5 separate regions of the Mus musculus genome follow, and all the other regions are linked to region 1. A link is a contact called in public Hi-C, HiCAR-type and promoter capture Hi-C data. All regions are on one chromosome and are shown on one strand. The core of a region is the stretch at or near the end of the contact, and the rest is flanking DNA. Distances in the headings are between cores, read along the strand shown. Region 1 holds the start of Trim34a (tripartite motif-containing 34A). Region 2 holds the start of Cavin3 (caveolae associated 3). Region 3 holds the start of Trim68 (tripartite motif-containing 68). Region 4 holds the start of Rhog (ras homolog family member G). Region 5 holds the start of Smpd1 (sphingomyelin phosphodiesterase 1, acid lysosomal).

Evidence for each region. Promoter capture Hi-C pulls out the DNA fragments that hold promoters and counts their contacts. Hi-C and Micro-C count contacts between places; a contact is called where the count stands out from the background. HiCAR-type assays count read pairs that join an accessible place to other places.
Region 2: a HiCAR-type map of astrocytes shows a contact between it and region 1, with 4 times the contacts expected there. The contact joins the promoter of Cavin3 here to the promoter of Trim34a in region 1. A contact is called at or near these places in 2 of 39 promoter capture datasets (cranial neural crest and liver), 1 of 115 datasets of contacts at active chromatin or transcription factors (astrocytes) and 1 of 9 other capture datasets (adipose tissue).
Region 3: a promoter capture Hi-C map of second pharyngeal arch cranial neural crest shows a contact between it and region 1. The contact joins the promoter of Trim68 here to the promoter of Trim34a in region 1. A contact is called at or near these places in 8 of 39 promoter capture datasets (the 3T3-L1 cell line, 3T3-L1-derived adipocytes, the C10 cell line and 5 more).
Region 4: a contact with region 1 is called in a promoter capture Hi-C map of embryonic stem cells, with 4 times the contacts expected there. The contact joins the promoter of Rhog here to the promoter of Trim34a in region 1. A contact is called at or near these places in 1 of 39 promoter capture datasets (embryonic stem cells) and 1 of 115 datasets of contacts at active chromatin or transcription factors (bone marrow-derived dendritic cells).
Region 5: a contact with region 1 is called in a Hi-C map of B cells, with 6 read pairs. The contact joins the promoter of Smpd1 here to the promoter of Trim34a in region 1. A contact is called at or near these places in 1 of 39 promoter capture datasets (the 3T3-L1 cell line) and 1 of 484 Hi-C or Micro-C datasets (B cells).

What each region holds. Positions count from the first base shown.
Region 1 is chr7:104,243,064-104,245,763 of GRCm38.p6, forward strand. It overlaps Trim34a (tripartite motif-containing 34A), which reads left to right and starts at 1,394. Exons shown (of 8, transcript NM_030684.3): 1 at 1,394-1,529.
Region 2 is chr7:105,480,844-105,483,543 of GRCm38.p6, forward strand. Cavin3 (caveolae associated 3) reads right to left here and starts at 1,354. Exons shown (of 2, transcript NM_028444.1): 1 at 933-1,354; 2 at 1-376. The coding sequence starts at 1,316. Gm36847 (a long non-coding RNA gene) reads left to right here and starts at 1,956. Exons shown (of 3, transcript XR_378395.4): 1 at 1,956-2,027.
Region 3 is chr7:102,685,954-102,688,653 of GRCm38.p6, forward strand. It overlaps Trim68 (tripartite motif-containing 68), which reads right to left and starts at 1,374. Exons shown (of 7, transcript NM_198012.4): 1 at 1,188-1,374.
Region 4 is chr7:102,248,692-102,251,391 of GRCm38.p6, forward strand. Rhog (ras homolog family member G) reads right to left here and starts at 1,427. Exons shown (of 2, transcript NM_019566.3): 1 at 1,354-1,427.
Region 5 is chr7:105,552,992-105,555,721 of GRCm38.p6, forward strand. It overlaps Smpd1 (sphingomyelin phosphodiesterase 1, acid lysosomal), which reads left to right and starts at 1,369. Exons shown (of 6, transcript NM_011421.2): 1 at 1,369-1,846; 2 at 2,231-2,730. The coding sequence starts at 1,541. Gm39063 (a long non-coding RNA gene) reads right to left here and starts at 1,370. Exons shown (of 3, transcript XR_869857.2): 1 at 1,111-1,370.

The DNA.
Region 1 (2,700 bases), core at 144-2,643:
AGGAGACTAGGCCTAAGAACTGAGCCAGTCCAGGCAAGTCAATTACCAATAGAAAAAATCCTAGGCTCCAGCCTTCAAGCCCAGTTAATGGAATGTCCCAACCACCTGGCCTGAAGCAAGGCCAATGGGTAGGCAGCAGTTTCCAGACTTCCTCAGTTACTACCTTGGTAACAGTTCCCAGACCTCCCCAGCAAGTTTCCTGCCCTCACACCCAGGTAATAGAATGTCCATAGAGATGGACCCAATAGATTAACATAGAGGTCCCTACCTCAGAATTCCCTAATGAGCCTTAAATCAGACCAGCAAGCTCTCTTGGGTGTCTCTATCTTGGTAATGGGAGACCCCAGCTTGCTGGACTTCTGCAGAAATCTATCTTTACATTTGCATACCAGTTGAGTTGGGTGTCATTCTTCTTTGAATTATGGACCCTTACAACTTCACTGGCACCATTCCCTGCTGCAGGCATGGTTTCCCTTTCTTGTTTATTGGGTAGACTTGATAATTCTTGAGGGGGGTGGGTAAGAAGAGAGAAAGAGAGAGAGACAGAGAGACAGAGAGAGAGAGACAGAGAGAGACAGAGAGAGAGAGAGACAGAGAGAGAGACAGAGATAGAGAGAGACAGAGACAGAGAGACAGAGAGAGAGAGAGAGGAGCACTACCAGCAGGGAACATGTGGAGAGGGGACAGGGGGAAGGAGAAAGGGCTCAGAGAGAACAAGGAGGGGCCAAACAGTCCCTTTTATAGCAAGCCAGACCTACCTGACTGTTGCTAGGTAACTGTTGAGTGGAGCCTAAAAGGAATGTAAATGTGCTAACCTGGAAGGGATTGGGGATGGAGACACTTGAGAAGGTCAAAGTGGACAAAGGTCAGTGCAAAGCTGCAGATTCTATTTTCATAACCAAAGGGTTATTGTTATTCACAAATTAAGCAAAAGACCGTGCTTTTTTTTTTTTTTTTAATGTGTTCCCATGTATTCCTGGGTTGTTGTTCCCCTAACTGAACACCTTTAAACATTAAGGAACTCAGAGACCACCCTCAGATGGTGACTAGATAAAAATACCGCTGCTGTCTGGCCTGAAAAAGATTGTAAGAAACTGTATAGCTTGCTGGGCCATTTGTTTTATTTTCGGCTCACACGTTAATAAAAGTTTCTCGTGTTTCTTTTGAGTTCGTGGCTGCCTTCTTGCTGAGTGAAATCTTCCCTTAACATGGTCTTTAACCACCTGATGTAAGTGACAGCCCTTAGCTATGGCCACCAAAAAGCTCTTCCTGGCTGCTGAAAACTTCTCCTCTAGCCTTGGATCACCAGAGTCCCTGCATTGCCATCTATTGGTGGCCTAGAGTTTTGCCAATACTTAGGACTCAAAAGTTTCCTCCTCTTTCCTGTATCCGCTGGTTTGGAGTTTCAGTTTCTTTTCTCTGCAGTCAAAAAGGGAGGGGCTGCTGGTTGGTTTGGCTGGCTGAAACCAGTCCCTGGCTTTTCCTCACCGCTTCTGTCTGGAGGAAAGATCTCCCCTTCCAGGTCGGAGGTGAGGGTCCAAAGGTGTGTGCGAAAGTTTGTCCAGGGTGGAGGGAGGGAGACCCTAAAAGGAGAGACTTCAGTGACGCTTAGGAGAGGCTTATTTGCTCACAGATCACAAACCGCAGTGATCTGAAGTTGAGAAAAAGAGTTCGTGAGGAATCGAATTGAAATTGAGCAGGAAGGTCTTTTTTTTTTTTTTTTTCTGGAGAAGCCCCTTCTTTTGCTGGGGCAAGCACTTCCTGTTTCCTTCTGCTCTGCTGCTGTGATACACCTTGTAAACAGGTCTGGAATCTCAGGAGCCCTCCCCACCCCCCGCGTCCCCTCCTCTTCTCTCCCTTCTCCTTGTTTCCTCTCCCCTCTGCCTACTAAGATACTGTAGAGTTTCAGGGGTTCAGTCTAAGAGGAGCCTCTATTCCCCTCCTTGCAGCCAAAGGGGCTATCAGTGACCTTAACATCCTGAGCCCTTGATTTACTTGAAAACCCGCCCCCGTGTCACTTTCTAACTATATGTACCTCTGAAGAGCCACTCTTAGGATTCCATGTTTACTTAAACAGAGATTTTTTTTTTAAATACGTATTTATTATTTATTTTTGAGGCCCGTTTCACCGCCTTACTGAGGTTGGTCCTGGAGTTCTGGGGTCAAATATCACCCTACCTCAGCCTCTTAAAGTAGCTGGGACTGCAAGCTTGTGCCTTCCCAACCCCCTCACCCCTCCACCTGCTTGTTTCTGTCTCAGTAGCCATAAGAGATCCTGGTGTCCTCACCTGGCTTAGGCCTTATTGATCATTCTTGCTTGCATCTTTGCACTAAAAGTTATATCAGTTCTTTTTTTTTTTTTTTTTGCTTAGATAGTAAACAAGAGTTAGGTATTGCTCTGGACAGAGCCTAGGTGTTCTTGGTAAGATATTGATCCTGAATATTTTCCATGTTAGGCTAATATATGGGCATTTTGCATCTTCATAGATGGTTTAAACACCTGCCCGCCATTGTCCAGTACTTTCACTTTTCAGAATTCACCACATCTCCTTTTTCTGAATCTGCACTGCAATGCTAGAGAGTTTAGTCATGGCCAAACACAGAAGATAATTAAGGTGTCTCTCTCTCTCTCTTTTAATTAAAAATGTCAATGGGAAAAAGCGTGTTTTGGCATAAAAAAGCATACTAAGCACCCATTCA
Region 2 (2,700 bases), core at 104-2,603, 1.2 Mb after region 1:
GCACGGGTTTCTCAGGATCTTCCTTGGTAGGTTGAGGAGGTTCTGGCTCCAGGGCAGTCTCGAGCTCGGACTCCATTTCAGGCTGAGCTGCAGGCTGGCCTTCTGATGGGCCTTCAGAGCTCCGGACAGGCCCTACGCGTGGCGGCTTGACTGGTGTGGGCTGTGCTGCTTTACGACTGGAAAGAGCCCTTTTCAGGCTTTGAACTTTCTGTAAACCAGTGCGGCGCAGCCGCTGAGCCCTGGACTCCACTGGCTCCTCTTCAGAACTCTCTCCAACTTCATCCTCTGGCTGATCTGGGCCCAGCACCAACTGGTCCTCCGGACCCAAGAGCTCTGGGACTTTCTGGAAGGCGCGGGCTGGAATTTCAGTCTCCTCCTAAATGTGATGACACAGCTTTTGATTCTCTGATTTGACCCTGGCACTTAGCCAGGACCAGCCTGAAACTCTCTTGCCCGCCCGCCAAGGGAAGCTACTCCACCCTTTGCATCTGCACTAGGAATTGGGGCCAAAATAGAGGAATGGGAAGATGGGGGATGGGGAGGATGGAGGAGCAGAGAGATGAGCAAAGAGGGGGAAAGTGGACCTTGCAAGTTTGCAAAGTGGATGAAACCGTGTAGAGTGTAACAGCTGTATAGGCGCTTGGAGGAGGCAGAGTAACACCTAACAGTTAGTTCCATGTGGGTGCGACTGACCAAATCCGCAGACTGGCCTGAGTTAGGGAGGGCGTGGGTTGGCCAGGCTGGGAGTGAGAAAGGGATAAGGTCGCTGTTGTGAGAAAGTGGGTGCGGCTCTGAGAGTCTTCCACAAGTGAGGGCAGCACGCTGGGTCAGGAATGTGGAGATGCGGACGGGTGGGTGGCAGGAGTCCTTCCCTCGGTGGTAACCTAGAGGCGAGGGTTGGGGGCGGGAGAGGGATGCCTGAGGTCACTGACCTTGAAGAGCAGGACGTGCAGCTTCCCGCGCGCCACCAGCAGCCCGTGGTTGGCCTCCAACCGCTGCACCTGAGCAGCGCGACGCACGGCCCGCTCCTGGGCTGCGTCGGCGTGCGAGCCCACGCGCTCCGCCTTGGCCAGCAGCTGCGTCAGTGTGTTGCTGGTGGTGTCGTGGCTGCGACTCAGCGCACCCAGGCCACTCTGTATGCGACGCACGGAGCCCGCCAGGCCGCCCTGCCTCTCAGCCAGGCCGCCTTGCCGCTCCCGCAGAGCCTCCAGCATGGTGGCCAATTTCTCCAGCAAGGTCACCACGGTGACTGCGTGCACCGGACCCCCTGCGGGCGTCTCAGGCACAGGTCCGGGCTCCAGTGCGCTCTCCCCCATGATCTCTGACCACCGGGCCTGCTCTCCCTGAGACCGATGGCTGCGATCTGGGCTGGGGCTGCCTTTCCCCGCCTCCTCCCCTAGTTCAGGCCGTGACTCAGCCGGGCGGGAGTTGGCATCTTCCGCGGTGGGAAAAGGAGGAGGCCGAGCAAGGGGGCGGAATGTCCAAAGGGGGCTCTTTCGAAGGCTCCGCCCCGGGATCTGCGAGTAAGACAGTCCTGCCCAGAGGCACCTCTTTTCTGAGTTTGTGCTCCTTTTCCCCCATTTTCCTGGTGGGCTTCTTTCAGGCCTGTGTTCTTCACAGCAAAAGGCAAACCACTGAAAATTTCATTTATCTATCTAGTGATCAGAGAAGGGGGTGGGGGTGGAAGGCAGGGGTGTTAAAGGCATAGCCTAAGCCGTCAAAGCTGCTGAGCCCCAACGCTGGGCGGAGGCCTGTAAAGTTTGGAATGTTCTGCCTCAGACCCAAGACTGCCTAGGCCCAAGGCAGGGCTTTGTGTCTAGGCGGGCTGGGCGGGGCATCCTCTGATATTTTCCAGGTTTAGCCTCTGGCTTCGTTTATTGCTATTTCTTCCTACTGGACTGCGTTGTTCTTCTTTGGATTCCTGGAGGATAGCTCAGCCATGAGTTAGAATAAGTACTGGTTTGTCCGTTTTAATGGAGATTGGCTGTGGTTCCTGCGTAATGCCTTCAATCCCGTCTCCGAAATTGGTGAGTGTGAGGATTTGAAATGCTGCAGTAGCTAGATATGGTGATACATATTGAGGTAGGAAAATCACCAATTGGAGACCATGATGAACTACATAGTGAGTGTTAGAGTGGAAAATCACTACATAAAGGTTGATTCCTGAGTTCTGGTTGTGAAAACTTTGTTTTTATGTTAGAGTTTGATTTGCTCATCTTGGACCCGATATTAGCAGAGCCATCTGAGCCTGACAAAAGAACACAAAGAGTTTGAGCGGGGTTTCATGTCATTCAGGGAGGCCCTGAACTCACTGTTCAGCCAAGGATGGTCTTGAATGTCTGTTCTTGCTTCTGCCACCCAACGGCTGAGATAACAGTTGTGTGCCACCAAACCTACTTTATGCTGGTGCTGGAAATCGAACTCAGGCTCCTATGCACACTGGTCAACATCTTCAACGGAGCTACATCTTTGACCCTGTTTCTGTGTTTTTGAGATAGGGACTCATTGTGTAACCCAGGCCTCAAACTCAAAATCTTCCTGTCTCAGACACCTGAGTGTTGAAGTTATAGGTGTTCATTGACTGCCCCATTAGTTGGCTGAAAAGGCACAGCGTTAAGGATCAAACCCAAACCCTCAAACACGCTAGACAAGTATTCTGCCACTAAGCCATACCCCAGCCCAACAACTTGGAAATCTTTT
Region 3 (2,700 bases), core at 124-2,623, 1.6 Mb before region 1:
GGATCATGGAGTAAGCATCCTCCTTTCACCCCCTCACCCCCTCGACTGTTCTGAAATGCTGGGGATTTAACAAGAATCTCAAGCATGCTAGGCAGATGCCTAAGTCTTCTTACTCTCCCAACTGCACCCGTGGCAGCCATATTCTCCTCAGTGCTATGTGCAGTGCTTGGACCCGGGGTCTGTTCATTTTACCCTATTTGGAATCACACTCTTCCAACTGAGACTGTTTCCACGATCTCACTGTTGATATCATTTACCAGAGTCTGTGGGTTTCTTAATTCACACACTAGAAATTTACTATTCATATTTTCTGTTTTTCTTACAATATCCTAATGTCGTGGTACGTTTAATACAGAGTTATCTTCAGTTTTGCTCAGTGTATTCTTGATGCCAACAACAGTGTCTCAATACTTGTTAAATGCATGAGAATTCAATGTAAATGTTTAGGCATAGCTGATAGTAGAGGTGTTAATATCTTCATCTAAGGCAGTGTGCATGTGTCCACCTGTTCATGCTTTGGTGTCAAAAGCACTACTTAAAGCTACAGAAAACCAAAAAAACCCCCAAACAACAACAACAACAACAACAACAACAACAACAACAACAACAACAACAACCAGACAAAACAGCAGATGAAAATTTGGAAGACACTGGCAGTAGGAAAGCGAGGCAAAGAAAGATAGAAATGATAAATCAAGATAAATCACAAAAATGTAGTGGAAGCATGTTAGTTCTATACATTGCCTCAAAAAATGTAAACATGGGAAAGATGTCAAAGATCTGGAGATAAATACAGTTTTCCAATAGAGGATCTCCAATAGAGATCTTTTATCAAACATAAATACTTGGTCAAAAGTTTGACTCATTAACTGCTCAGACCTGTCCAACCTGTAGCTGAGGGCAGCTGTGAATACAGGCCAAACACAAAACTGTAAAATGTTAAGTTTCTTTATGCGATTTTGTTCTCCAGAGTGAACTTTGTAGACTACAATATCAAAAGGTTGCACCTAGCAACCAGTGCCTCCACGGTCCTCAGGGCCGCGAAGGGAGGGGGAAGAGCCTGGAAGCGGCAGAAACCAGCCTCGGGTCTGGAAGCAGTGGCGGTCCGTGCCTTCCTGACCTTCGGGCACTAGGCAGTTCCCCAGGGCGGTGGGATTGGGAACAGGGGAGGGTAAAGAGGGCAGGACCTGTGTTGTCCTCCAAAGAGGTCTGCTGTCGCCTCCTTCTCTAAGCAGCTGTGGAGGCGCGGGGCTCCAGCGGTCCAATCCGCAGCGTAGGAAGCAGCGGGGCGCTCGCCCGCCGCCGGAAGCCGCGATAGCAGCGGGGGCGAGGGACCCAAGGCAAGAGCCGCGCCCGGAGCTGCAGGACCCACCCACTGCGCCGGAACCGACGAATCACTTCTGCACTCAGAGTGGCCTGATTGGCTGTTCGCTTGCCACGTTTCCTGGTTGAATTCAGCTACCTAGCGTGGGTGCGCAGCCGGGCTTCCTTAAGTGGCACCTTTACGCATTGGAATCCGCAGTTCCCTGGAACACGAGCTGCAAGTGGCTGCTCCAGGTTTCAGACAATTAAGCAAAAGTTTTAATAAATGCTTCTGTTTTTCCTGGCTAACTCTTGACACTTACATACTTTTGGTAGCTCCTCATTGCAACAAACTAGTTTCAGAGTTAGAAAACATATTAAATTACGAAGTCCTGATCATAAGCTGCCAGTAAAAAAATCTTTTTAAAGCAGTGTGTAAGCTTTCCTCTCGTCCAACCGCAGAGACACACAAGACCAAGCGTGTTAAATCATAGACCTGGATTTTTCTTTGTAGTTCTTTGGTTCTTTTTCGGATACTGGGACTTTTACTGAGTAAGCAAGAGAAGACACTCAGTGACATATGGGAAGTAACGAAAAAAATTCCAGATGAATCCAGCTTCCAGTGATATGTTTATCGTTGGGACCCATGCTCTTTGAATTCCATGACAATGTCAGAGCTGAGGACATGGTTGACATTCTTCAGGGTGACACCCAGAAAATTATTGAAAATAGACAGGACCAGCACTGTAGGGGGAGAGGGAGGAACTGAGATTTGAACTGAGCCTCTGCTTCTTGGTAGAGACAAATGACTGACCTTATGTCACAGTGAACAGATGGATTCAAAGAAGACATTTAAAAAATACTAATTGAGCATGCATACAAAGAGACCTGGATTGCAAGACTGGGTCATACATTCTCTGCCTTAAAGTCAACCAAGTTCAAGGGAATTGAAATCAAAAGGGGACATCTTTTTCATTTGTAATTGAATGTGTTTGTAACTATGACTGACTCTCAAAGGCCCTGAGAATAGGACACCATAGAGTGACTGGGGGAAGAGGCTCTTGCTTATGAGGAGCACTTTGGACTTAAAAGTTTTGAAGACACGATCAAGTAACCTCATTGGCTGATGAACTTATACAGAATAAAAATAAGAACAGGAGAAGACTGGCTTCCAGGAAGCTAGGAGAAGGGTCTCTAAGCCCATCCCTACAGTGACACACTTCTTCCAACAAGGCCACACCTACTATTGTTAGACCCCGAAACTGGGGAGACTTCCGCTCAAGTCCCGGGATGAGCTGGCCAGCACTCCAATAACTCGAGAGAAAACCACACCTGATGCAAAACTGCAAGAGGCTTTATTGTCAGCTGAGGATGAGCTCCCTATCGGTAACAGTAGGG
Region 4 (2,700 bases), core at 177-2,676, 2.0 Mb before region 1:
AGGCTGCCTTCCTAAGAATCAGGGTAGTTTGATTTCCCATGGACTTTCTCACTAATCTTATTCTTGTGTCACCCAACCCTGCCTGCTACAGACTGCTTCCCCTTGCCTAACCACAGTGTCACCCACCGCAGGTTCCCTTCATTCTGCCGGCTTCTGCTCTGGGCCTTCTCAAGGCTGAGGGCAGTTATTTTGTCTCTAAGAGATAAAGAACACCAAAACTTGCATGTTCACGGGCGTGTGCACATGTTTAATCATCTCCATCATCGGGAGGTTGCAGCCAGCATCTCTAAGCTAAAGACGTTTGAAAAAGGCTCTCAAACTCAGCAAGTTTAAAGCAGTTTCTGACACCAAAGCTAGATTACAGACCAAGGGAAGGAGACGGACTGAGGGCGGCAGGGAAGATAGAAACAAAATGGGGAGATATGTGTGTGGTAGTCAGAGGCTGAACAACAGGCAGGGCAGGGTAAATGCGAGATCAGGGCCTGGGTACATCTATGTGGTTGGGGGAAGAGCCGGAAGGAGGCGAATGTGGTCGACACTATGGCGAATGTGGAAGACAGTATGGGGAGTTCAGGTGAGGGAGAAGACGTTAAGAGCTCTCAATCATTACCGAAAGCCAGTACTCCAGCTGCCTCTCAAAGTCATGGAAGTTGTCAGTGACTATCGGTATAGTGGCCCTTTCCTTCCTCAGTTTATCCTCAAAATAAAAAAGGCCAGATTGAGTCTGATAGACACAACAGACGTGTTCACTAAATACCCGCTGTTGTATGGGACAGGAATAAAGAGGTTGGCTCAGAAAAATACAGAGAGGGAATGGGGATTCCCCCACCGAGTCCTCAGCAGCAACAGTGTAGCAGCTATGGACTGGCTCCGACCTTCCCGGGTGAGACTTCAGAGGCCTCAGACACCGCCCCCCACCCCCAACCCCAGCCTCACAAATGTCACAACTGCAGAGCAGAGAGCGCGCCTTCTGCAGCCCAGAGGCCCTTTCCTTTCACACACTACTGAACAGCCCCACAACTTCTGAGGGCACCCCACCGCAGAGTCCCAGCCTCACAGCTCAGCGCTTTCCCACTTCCGAGCCTCTCACGGTTCGGATCTCAGTGGTCCCTCGCGGACAGCAGGAGCTCGCGCTGTCCCTCGGATCCCACCCTCAACCCGGCCACCAGCGATCGGGTCGCGGTGGCCGCTGTCCCCGCCCGGCCTGCCGCGCCCGCCCAACTTGCAGTGAACGAAAACCTCCCGCCCTCGGCCTCCCTCCTGCAAACTTCCCGGCTCCCGGGTACCCAGTCCGGGCCAGCTTGAACTCCTCTTCCCAGGACCCCTGCCCGACGGGCTCGACCCGGGCCTCACCTGGTGCCCTCCCCGCGGCGGGGGAGCTGGGGGCGGCGGCGGCGGCTCTGGGCTCAAGAAGGAAGTGAGAACTGGAGGCCGGAGGAAGTGGGGGGGTGGGGGCCGGGCCGGCAGGGCCGGGGCGGGGCGCGGGGGCGGGCCGGCCGGGGCGGGGCGGACTAGGAAGTCGGAGGCCTCCCCCACCCTCCAGCCTCGGGTTTTCTGCAAGCTTTGCCCTCCGCACAGTCCCGCACACCCTGCTTCTCTCCACTCTTCGCCCCGTGAGCCCTGAGACCCCTTGAGTCTGGCCTCTCAAGGTCAGGTCTCCCCGCTTTCACTTGGCATCTCCCCCCCACCCCCCAGCAGGGGCCCTAAGCTAGGCGCTGGGCATTTGTTCTCTTCCTAGTATCTCACTCCCCGCCCCGCAGCCTCCGCGGGAAGGCTGAGAAATGCCTTCCGCTCAGCCCGGGAATCTAGAGGTAGCCGCGGCTGGCTAGGGGTTAGCCGGAATGGGTCAGGCTGGGGCAGTCCCCACCCCTGCCCTGAGCCTTGGGAGAATGCTGGGTGGTGGTGATTCAGCAGTGGGAAGGTCCCAGACCCCTGGGGAGGGTGGGGAGACAGAGGTGGGGGGAGGGCAGCTGCCGTCAGCACCCCGGGAAAAGACGTGATCAGCAGAGATGCAGGCGGAGCCGCGCGGGCCCCCAAAACAGGATGTCGTGTCGTGGTTCCGCACCTCGCAGCTCCGCGGGGCCCTGGGGAGGGGGCGGGGCGTGGGAAGACGTGGGGCTCTTCTTGTTCCCTGATCTCGCCCTGGCGCGCGGCTGTTTGGAGCGGTAGGACCGCGCCCAGGCCTGAGGTCCGGCTTGGGCCCTGGAGACCGGCGAGTGGACGGCCTCGAGGGCGCCCTCTGGTGCTTCTAACCCAGGCCTTGGGCGCAGTTTTCCTGGAGAATCCACAGTCTTGATTCTTTTAACAACTTTCTGGGTGCTCTACCACGTGCAGAGCTCCGCAAGGTACAGTGAAAACAACACAAGATAAACACCCCGTCTTACAGAGGACCTCCAAATAAAGTGGATCAGGTCTGACAGGTAGTTTAATGTTTCCAAGTATCAGTTTTTTGTTTTGTTTTGTTTTGGTAAAATCAACAAAAAAAATTTCTCCACCCAGAGGATGTGAAGATTACAGAATAGGTATCCGTGCTGTGGTACTGTATAGAAAGTCAAGTTAGGACAATCAAACTCAGGCTGGTCAGTGACTGACTAAACGAGTGTTCTCAGATTCCAGAAGCCTGTTCTCATCGCACAGGCAGTTTGTGGACCCCTTACTTCTTCTTTGGCCCTTAGGCAAATTCCTCCCAATGGGAAGAGA
Region 5 (2,730 bases), core at 119-2,618, 1.3 Mb after region 1:
CTCCCGAACTGTGGATCCTGGGGCAAGACATAGTGAGATCCTGTCTCAAAAACAAAACAAACAAACAACAACAGATAAAATAGGATTAAAAACACTTAAGAAGACCTTTGAGAGATGAGATGTAACCCATACCTGGCACCATTATCAGTGTAAGGGCCTGTGGCTAGATAGGTCATAACCCCCATAGCGGGGCAGAGAACCTACTACTATTATTCTGCTAATAGGCACAGTATTTAAATGACTTTAGTGTACCCGTAGATCAGAGCACTTAGCAGTCCTCACCAGTGAAGCTTCTTGAAGCAGGAGAGAGTTAAACACAGACACCTACAAATGATCATCAGAGAACAAGAGACTTCGAAGTGATCCTCCCTAAATGGGGTCTATATCACACCTCTCCTTACAAGGCTAAGTGATTGAAAGTGGGACTGAAAGACTGGAAGAGCCAGAGGCAGCGGGTGACTAAAGGAAACTTTTCTGGCACGACAGGGAAGTTGCATGCAGTGAAATCGCCATGATTGTGACAGCACGCACAGGATGTTCAAGCGAGACAAAATTCCAAAGGCTCACTCCTAGCTAAGGCGTATTGGCATCGGAGAGCTCCTAGAAGAGGCAGTTTTCTTTTTAAGGATATGACGACCCCTGGTAGGTTGACCAGGCTCCAGGGCAGGTCCCACACCTAATAGTGTTGGGACCTGGGTAGAATTCCCAGCACGCAGCACGGGCGTGGCGACCTCAATACATCTATAACTCCAGTCCAGGTGGATCCTCTTCCGGCCTCCAGCAGGCACCACGCACGTGGTGCACACACATACAAAATACCCATACACATAAATAAATAATAATGCAAAATTTTAAATTAAAAGAAAGACACATTAACAAAACCTTAAGTGATTCAAGGCTGCTGTAATGGTGGCAGAGCATAGGAAATCGAGGGGAGGACCGTCCATGGCAGGTCAATCCGCTCAATGCAAGCATCGCTGCCCCAGCCCTCTCTAGTTAATCTTCTCAGTTTAATGACCAGCTGAGCCGGGCATCTATTCTAGGAATCTGAATGTTTAAAAAAAAAAAAAAAAAAAAAAAGCGGGGAGGGGGGGTGGAAGAGAGGGGCACCTGGGAGTTCCCTAAAGGGCTTCCATCAGTTCTGGGCAGAAATTATCGGGGCCGCCGCCCGCAGCCTCGCGCAGCAATGGCTCAGGGTGGTGAAGCTTGTCTCTACCGAGGTCACCTACCCACCCCAACCCCGCGGGTCCTAAGACCGCCCGGGGTGATTGGGCTGTGGCTGAAGAAGGCGGATCAGGGCGGGTTGGCGAGCCCCCTTTTGCTCCGCCCCCAAGGTTTTGACAGCCGCTCCCCCACAGTTGCTGGGCCATAAGAGGAACAGGAAGGGGAGGAGCTGTTTTGTGGCTGGCTGCTGAGCTATCAGTCAACCACAACGAAGGGTAATCAGGTGTCTCCAGCGTTACCCGGGCCCCGAGGGCCAGCCAGGGCTTCGGCCTGTGGGGCCTGGAGGGGCAAGCCAGTCCTGTCTACGAGCCTGGCAATGCCCCACCACAGAGCATCATCCGGCCAGGACCACCTCAGAGCCGGCTGGGAGCAGAGACTGGAGAGGTCCTTACCGGCACCCAGAGTGGGACTCCTTTGGATGGGGCTGGGCTTGGCGCTGGTTCTGGCTCTGTTTGACTCCACGGTTCTTTGGGTTCCTGCCAGAGCTTATCCTCTTCCTTCTGAAGGCCATTCTGTCAAATTCAGTGCCATAGCGCCGCCGCTCCAGAGTGCCTTTGGGTGGCAGAACCTCACTTGCCCCGCCTGCAAAGTCTTATTCACTGCTCTCAACCATGGGCTGAAGGTGAGTGCGTGAAGGGCTGTTGTGGAATGCTGGGGGCAGGATGAAGTGCACTGGTATGCCCGGGGGAGGGGGCAATATATTTCTGGTAGAGGGTGCTTCCTATGCATCCATGTTACCACTACCCCACTGTGACCTTTATAAAGTTAGGGAGAGTAAAGTCAGCTGGCTAATTGTGGGCTTGAAATGGTAGCACACCCTGAGCTAGAGTAGGTAGCTAGAGGCCTGGTGCTGAACTGCTGGGCAGTGTGTGGGAGATACTGATGTCTCTTTATCATGGTGACAGAGTTATCCTAGCTCCGATTTAGACATGGAAGCCTGTGGAGTGGTGGCCAGGGTTCACTTGTTCTGTCTCTGACCTAACTTCATTGGTTCCTTCCACCACAGAAGGAGCCCAATGTGGCACGGGTAGGCTCTGTGGCCATCAAGATATGCAAGATGCTGAACATAGCACCACTAGATGTGTGCCAGTCAGCCGTCCATCTCTTTGAGGACGATGTGGTGGAGGTGTGGACACGTTCAGTTCTGAGCCCATCAGAGGCTTGTGGCTTGCTTCTGGGCTCCTCTTGTGGACACTGGGACATCTTTTCGACTTGGAACATCTCTTTGCCATCAGTGCCGAAGCCACCCCCAAAGCCACCGAGCCCACCAGCCCCCGGTGCCCCTGTCAGCCGTGTCCTCTTCCTTACTGATCTACACTGGGACCATGAGTACCTGGAGGGCACAGACCCTTACTGTGCAGATCCACTTTGCTGCCGCCGGGGGTCCGGATGGCCACCCAACTCCCAGAAGGGGGCTGGGTTCTGGGGCGAGTACAGCAAGTGTGACCTGCCCTTGCGAACGCTAGAAAGCCTGTTGAAAGGACTGGGCCCTGCCGGCCCTTTTGA